Linked DNA regions of Hordeum vulgare: region 2 is linked to region 1. A link is a contact called in public Hi-C data. All regions are on one chromosome and are shown on one strand. The core of a region is the stretch at or near the end of the contact, and the rest is flanking DNA. Distances in the headings are between cores, read along the strand shown. Region 1 holds the start of LOC123402780 (DNA repair protein RAD5A). Region 2 holds the start of LOC123404396 (protein CHLOROPLAST IMPORT APPARATUS 2).

What was found. A called contact is a pair of places that touch in the nucleus more often than the background predicts.
Region 2: a Hi-C map of leaf shows a contact between it and region 1, with 4 times the contacts expected there. The contact joins the promoter of LOC123404396 here to the promoter of LOC123402780 in region 1. A contact is called at or near these places in 4 of 6 Hi-C or Micro-C datasets (leaf and seedling).

The regions. Positions count from the first base shown.
Region 1 is chr6H:62,690,146-62,693,747 of MorexV3_pseudomolecules_assembly, forward strand. It overlaps LOC123402780 (DNA repair protein RAD5A), which reads left to right and starts at 1,701. Exons shown (of 20, transcript XM_045096741.1): 1 at 1,701-2,421; 2 at 2,528-2,661; 3 at 2,754-2,889; 4 at 3,330-3,383; 5 at 3,457-3,602. The coding sequence starts at 1,882.
Region 2 is chr6H:62,839,144-62,842,940 of MorexV3_pseudomolecules_assembly, forward strand. LOC123404396 (protein CHLOROPLAST IMPORT APPARATUS 2) reads left to right here and starts at 2,533. Exons shown (of 3, transcript XM_045098316.1): 1 at 2,533-3,797. The coding sequence starts at 3,218.

The sequences.
Region 1 (3,602 bases), core at 451-2,950:
CGCCGGCGTCTGCTGACGCCGGAGCAACGACTCAACCCAATCTACGTAGGCGACTCTTCCCACTGGGAGCTCTGGTTCGCGGTCGAGCACGAGGAGGAGCGCCGACGCGACATGCGTGACGTGCAGCCAAGAGGCCCTCCGCCGCCCCCGCCCGTCGTTAACGAGGACCAGGAGGCGGAGGCCTCCTACCAGGCGGCGCTGACAGCCATTCTCGGTGAGAGTGAGGAGTAAGAGCGGCGCAAGGCCGAGGAGGAGGAGGCGTACGAGGCGCTGCTCATGGAGACCATCGCGTTGTCTGCCGCCGGCGACTACGTCGTGCCACCTCCGTCGAAGACCGAGCCTACAGAGCCGCAGCGGGAGGTCTACCAGTGGATCAGCTGCCTCCGCGAGTGGGTCAGCGCGCCGCCCATCTGGCTGGGCGCGACACCGCAACAGGAGGAAGCCTACCTCCTGCACTGGAAGTTGCAGCGCCTGTCGGCGGAGCGCACCGAAGGCCTTCGACAGATGGCGCTGGAGAAGGAGGCGGAGGAGGAACGATGGGAGATGGAAGAGGAGGAGCGCGCCCGTGCTGTGTTGCCACCGCCACCAGCATTGCCCGCGCCGACGGGACAGACGACAGAGGTATCGTGGTATCGATTCCGACAATAGAAAGGGGTAGGATAAAGGAGCATGATCTATCGAGATGCAAATGGTGACACGGTGATTTTAGCGAGTTCGGGCCTCTCACGGTGGAGATAATGTCCCTACGTCTCGTGCTCCGGAGAGGCTTCGTTTTATCTATCATGGACATGAGTTACATGGTATATTTGAGAGAGGGAAGAACAGATCTCCTAGCTAAGTCCTGAGACTAGAGAGAGCCAGAGCTCCAGGGGAAGAATGAGCCCGCAACGGGAGAAGAAGCTAGCCCTTGAGCTATGTGGTGGGGTGGCTTATATAGAGTGCGTCACTCTCTCATTTCCTTTGTTACAAGATGGAACATTAGTGCCATGATGACAAACCACTACGAAACCTCCACTATGAGTATGATGCTTCGACTGCCTTGTTGGTCTTCGCATATCCGAGTGAGACATATGGCCAAGTGGTTTACCGTCGTCCGAGTGGATACTATGTATGTATTTGTCTGGTCCCACCTCATGTGTGGACCCCATACAATTATGGTATTTCGACCTTTCATGGGCCTACCCGTTTTGTGTATCCTCAGCGGGAGGCGCAGACAGTTGCGCTCTGGAACAAGGCGTTCCCGTTGGCCGGCCCTGCGCCTACGCTGACCTCACCGGCCCCGACAATGACGACGACGCCTAGGGCTGCCTCATAGTTTAGTTTTTTATGTTTAATTAATGTAATAGAGACACATGGACTCTCGTTGGCTTCGTGGCCGGCTTTTAATGTTTAATTGTTATTTGTTTATTATTTTTAGAAATGCTTTATTTTTTTCCACGCGTTGACAAAAATGCGTCACGCCAGCGTTGGGCGCATGCGTCGACCCAAACGCCGAAGCAGATGTTGGTATTCGTCAGACCGATCCAAACGCCAAAGCAGACATTGATGTCCGTCGGGCAGACCCAAACGAATAAAAAATTGATAAAGTCGTCGTCTATTTGGGTCCGTGGGTCCGTGGGTTGGAGTTGCTCTTATTGCACCAATCAGACGGTTCCGGGAGTGGCCGATCCGGCCTGCACTAGGCCGGTCGACCGGCGCAGAGTAGCGGCCTCGAGAAGCGCAGAGCCAGCCAAGGCCGCTCAGCACAGCAGTGAGCGTAAAGGGGAAAAGGGTGGGTCAAGGCGGCAATTTGTCTCCCCTTCCCGCTGAAGCTGTATAGGCGGCGCCAAGCGGGCCTGTTTCGCGGGAAAATTTCGCGAGCAAATCGGAGGTGCGAGGCTGATGGCGAAGAAGAGCGAGAGGGCGGAGCAGGTGGCGGCGGTGCGCGCGGTGCTCGGCGAGGAGACGCCGGAGATGGACATCATCCGCGCGCTCCACATGGCCGGCGACGACCCCACCAAGACCATCAACATCCTCCTCGACCTCCACCACAGCCTGCCGCCGCCGCCGTCGCCGTCCCCGTCGCCCCCACCCCAGCCTCCGCCCGTCCAACCCACCAAACCCCCCAGCAAATCGATCCCGCCGCCCAAAACCCCCGCGCAGCCGAAGCCCGCGGCGGCGGCGGCGGCAGGGAAACCTAGGCCCAAGTCCAACCCCGCGCCCGCCGGCGGCGGCGAGCACTGGTGGCTGGTGGGGAGCGCCGAGATGGCCGGCCTGTCCACCTGCAAGGGCAGGCGCATCGCCGCCGGGGAACCGGTCACCTTCTCGTTCCCCAGCTCCGCGACCGCAGCCGCCGCATCGGGCAAGGGCCGCCCTGGTCGCTTTGCCCTCGCTTCCTGCACCTCGGAGATTATGCGCTTCTCAACCCCGCAACACGGGGAGGTACATTACTGATTACTCGGTCATCACCGCTTATTTCCCCATTCTCTGATGCTGCACCGCATCGCATCATGTATATTAGTGGTGTATAATGACTTCTTGTTTCTAGGTCGGTCGTATCCCCAACGAGTGGGCGCGGTGTCTGCTACCCCTTCTCAAGGAGGGGAAGGTCAAAGTCGAGGCCCTGTGCAAATCCGCTCCTGAGGTTCTTAGCATCATGGACACTGTCCTCTTGTCTGCTAGGTATCTGAATTTTTACCGATAAGGAACTATCCACCGTACCCATTTGTGCTGTCTCATGTATATTAAGTTCAGTGTGGTTGTGCATTTTGCAGCATATATATCAACAGCTCCATGTTCCGTGACCAAAAGCAGTCACCGCCCAAGGCAACACGTGCTGCTACGGAGGACTCCACATTCCATCCACTCCCCGCACTTTTCAAAGTCATCGGGATTACCCCTTTTATGAAGGTGAGCGGTCTTCAGTTTGTTGCGTCCCTAAAGGATGTACTGATAAAAGATGAAAACATTATTCACAAGGTCATGATTACATTAAATGCTTTGCTCGCTGGTATGATTGCTTGCAAGATGGTATGATCTCTTGTTCATTCTAGCAAAAAAAGGATTGTAAAATGTCATCATTAGTACCTACGATCTCTTGCTTTGATAGAAAATATCGTCGATGGATGATGAACTATAAAGTAGAACTGAGAAGTATGAAAGAGGTGTATTTTACTTCATAACCATGTATATTACATAATTGGAGAGATATGGAATGCAAATAAAGGCATCAATTGCCAAGGCACAAGGAGTTCTGTATAAAATTGGGCAATTGTCTTGCTTATGCGTTCTGCGCCAGAATCACTTGCTCTAGTTCTCTTTTCATTTAATTTTATTCAAATAAATAACAGGCAGCATTTACTCCCGAGGATCTCTATTCCAGAAAGCGACCAATTGAAAGAAAGGTAAACTATTATTGGCTCATGCTTTACACTACTATTGTCATAAGAACTATTGGGCTCACATCTGCCTGAACAGAGCAGTAACGGGGAGCCAGCCACAAAGTTGACATCTGAGAAAATGAAATTATCTTCTAGCGGAAATGAAGATGACCATGCTGAGGGAACTGTTTCAGATTCAGATTTGGATGTTATAATTGGAATCTCAGACAGTTCTGCATTGGA
Region 2 (3,797 bases), core at 1,283-3,782, 150 kb after region 1:
TGGTGGCAACATGTAACTAGCTAGAGAATTATCTTCGGCAAAGATAAGTCTACAAATGTTACCTGCAGCAATTATGTATATAAAATCTCTAACATATTAATTGGTCAGGATACGTCCATATCTCGGTAATATATGTCGCCCAAGCATAAGAAGTATATCCCACATATGTTCATGTCCATTTCATAGATGTTTTGAAACGGAAAAATGTCATCGTCTCTCTTTTTTCTACATTTCTTTAAGAACCAACGTTCAAGGATTATACCGCAAATGCAAATCCTGTAATGAGAAGAGATTTTTAGGAACTACTAGCCATCATTAGATACTTTGTAGCGTAAAAAAGATGAGATGAAATATCCTGGTCCTACAAAAAGATCCAGCCAGCCCTACCTGATGTGCCCTACAAGGGACAAAAAATAAAAATAACCTCATCCTAAACAAGAGAGGGGAGGATTTATTTGGTTGGCTGGGAATGGCTCAACCGGCCCCTCCCCTCTATCATTAGCGATTGATCCATGGGGACACAACGTATGGAGCATGCCTACCACACAATCCAGTTCCTAAATATACCATAAAAAAAAAGCCCAACGTCAAAAGGCGAGGGCCACGAACAGGAAAGGCACACGGTCGTGGTAAATCTTCATCGTCCATCTACCAGCCTCGATTCAAAGATAAATGTCCGTTTGTAACGCATGATTTTCACAAAGTGCACCACCACTGAACTCCAAAACAGTGAATCACATGGCAGATGTTACATGGTTGAAAGTTCGTGACAAAGCTTAAATCCTGCTTCGTCCGAACCGTTTGCCGTACCAGGCATGCACTCATGGATCGAAACCATCCAAGTCGTGCAACTCAGATCCCAAATAATCCGTACGCACAGACAAAAAAAAAGTAAAAAAGCTCTGTGTGTGTGCCCGTGTAATATCAAACCTCTCTCTCTCTTTTCTAACAAAAAAAAAATCTATGTGTCTCTGTGTTGGGCCAACCATGGTGAGCCATGCATGCATGCAAGGGTCCAAGATCCGGCGGGGCCCGCGGCGTTCCATGGCTTCACGTGAAAAGGTTGGTTGCCGCCGATAAAAGGGCCGCCGCCACGTAGGCCTGGGGAAATCCGGCGGGGCCAATGGGAGGGCGCCGCGTCAGCGGATAAGCAGGGATTATAGGGGTTTCTTCCCTGCTCGCCGTTGGGAGGTCCGTCCACTTGCCGGGTAGATTCGGATCAGTAGATGGCGGGCAATCAGATGATGATAGCGTGTACCAGCGCGGCACGGATTTACCGATATGCCCTCGCCCTCCTGTCCATTATTTCTGGTGGTTGCAACCTCCGGGCATGGCAAAAGCTCAACGGAACGTGTATCGTTGTGATCGTAGGTTGATTGTTGGTGATTGGGTTTGAAAAGTTTATACGGGTATATCATACAAGCTTTCGCAATTTCAATCCAAGTTTGAGTGTCGACGCGGCGTTTTGGCGCTATGATTTCGTAGAAGCTTTCACAATTTCAATCCAAGTTTGAGAAAATTGCTCCCTCAATTTTCATCCAGAGCAGAGTATTTTTTCTTTCTTTCTTTGAGGGTGGGAGCAGAGTAATTCATATGCAGTGACAATCGATAGTAGTAACATTTACCAGCCATTGGTTGAATCCCATCTTTTGTCTTGTAAGCAAAGGAGAAATGAAGGGAGATAAACTACTACGTACATAGTAAATGCAACCACACTTGTTCAACAAAAGACACTGAATGGTACGAGGAGGAGAACAAAAATAATATGCTGGCTGTTACCAAATTAAAATTAGTATAAGTAGAACATCGGACGCAAAGAGGACAATCCGGACAAAAGTGGAAGTACTTGACATTTCACCTAAAAAAACACATATGGGAACGAATGCTTCAAACATTTTGCTTTCTATCCAGCACAAGAGGCATGCGGACAAGGTGTGTTAGTCCAAAAAGGCAATCGTTAAGTAATGCTTAGCCGCACGCATGTTCCATTGGCCAGTGCCGTCTCTAGAGGAAAAGAAATACTCTATTCGATTTAGCACATGTTTTTTTTTTCTTAATATTCCCCTTCTGTTGATGTTCCAATAATAAAAATGTATGAGTGGGCTTCATGCCAAAAGCCATGAAAATATACTGATTATACTACTCAAGATCTTGTAATTACATGCTTTCTGTTCCCCCCAAATGATTTTTTTGTTGTTCAAGTCTTCACCAGCAGGCCAAAAGTAAATGTAACAATTGACCGGCTTTCTTGTGACTTTAGGAGCCATGGCAAGCACAGGGCAAATTGGTCTCACGCTCTCCACTTATCCACTGCAAATCTCAGATGACACAACAAGATTCCAACACATGTACATGTACGTACCACCTAGAGAGAGAGTGGGGAGAAGCAAAGGAGAGAGGGAGAGGGAGGGGCCAGCCTGCGGTGGGTCCCACGGGCCAGAGGGAGGGAGAGCGACCTCATGAGAGTGAGCCTTGTCTCTTCCCCCAGCTCTAGGCTCTCTAAAACCCCACCCCCCTCCTCCCTCCCCTTGAACCCTTTCTTCCTCCTCCCCCACCGCCTCCAATCCCCCGCAATTCCCTCCCTCTCTCTCTCTAGCCTTCCCGTAGGATTAGCTAGCATTGCTCCTCTCTCCCCTCCGTCCATCTCCAATCCCAAAGACACAGCTGCTAGCTCGCAGAATTCATACCCTGGCTCTGTTCCTGCTCTGTTCTTGCTGGCTCTGCTCCTGGCTTGACCTCTTCTCCTTGCCACGGACAGAGGAGTACGTCGCAGAGTCCTTCCGCCCGTCCCCTATTTTGTTCTTGGTGCCTCTTTTCATATATACAGAGCTCGAGTCGAGTCCTTCCCAGGTGGGGGCAGGGGCGGCCATTGGTTTCCCTTTCCTCTTTGGAGTCTGCCCATGTCCCAAGGTCTCTGCTGCGACTCTGCTTAGCTCCCTCCGAAAAGATAGGAAGAAAAAATTGCCGTTTCCTCGCTACCTTTTGCTCCGTCTTCCTCTCCGTCTCGCAGCTTTCATCGGCCGGGAAGGAAGGGAATTCCTCGGTTCCCGCGCTGTCTTTCGGGGTTTAGGGGTTTAGGAATTCTTCACTCGCTTCTTGTGGAGCTGTGGTGGTGGTGGCGGTGGTGGAATTGATTGATCGGCCGGCGAAGAAGAGCTGGAATAAATTCTTGGTTTGAGCGGCGGCGGTGGTGGTGGTGGTTGAGGGGGCATTGGCGATGACGTCGTCTTGCATACCGACGGGGCTGCGGCTGGACCTGGACATGGTGAAGGCGGCGGCGTCCCCCGGGGCGCACTCGTCGCCGCTGCGGCCGGCGCACTCCTCGCCGTCCTCCACGCTCTCGGAGGCCTCCAACGCGTCCTCCTCGGCCACCTCCGTCTCGCTCAAGCGCGCGCGGGCGCCGCGGAAGCGGCCCAACCAGGCCTACAACGAGGCCGCCGCGCTGCTCGCCTCCATCCACCCCTCCGTCTTCCCCGTCAAGAAGAGCCCCAAGACGGCCACGGCGCCGCGGCCACCGCCGCTCTCGGGCCTCGCCGTGGCCTTCGGCGCCGCCGCGTCCTCCTCCGACCTCCTCCCGCCGCTCCCCGTCCTGTCCGACGCCGCATTCCTCCTCCGCGACCACGCGGCCTCGCCCTCGCCGCGGCCGCCGCAGAGCCCGTCCATCGACGCCTGCAAGAACTGCTCGTCACCGACGCCCGTCAGCAGCGCGTTCCGGGAGTTCCGCGACCCGGCGCCGTCGCCGGCCAGCCCCGACACCGCCACCGACGAGCCCGGCGAGCTCGACTTCGACGACGACG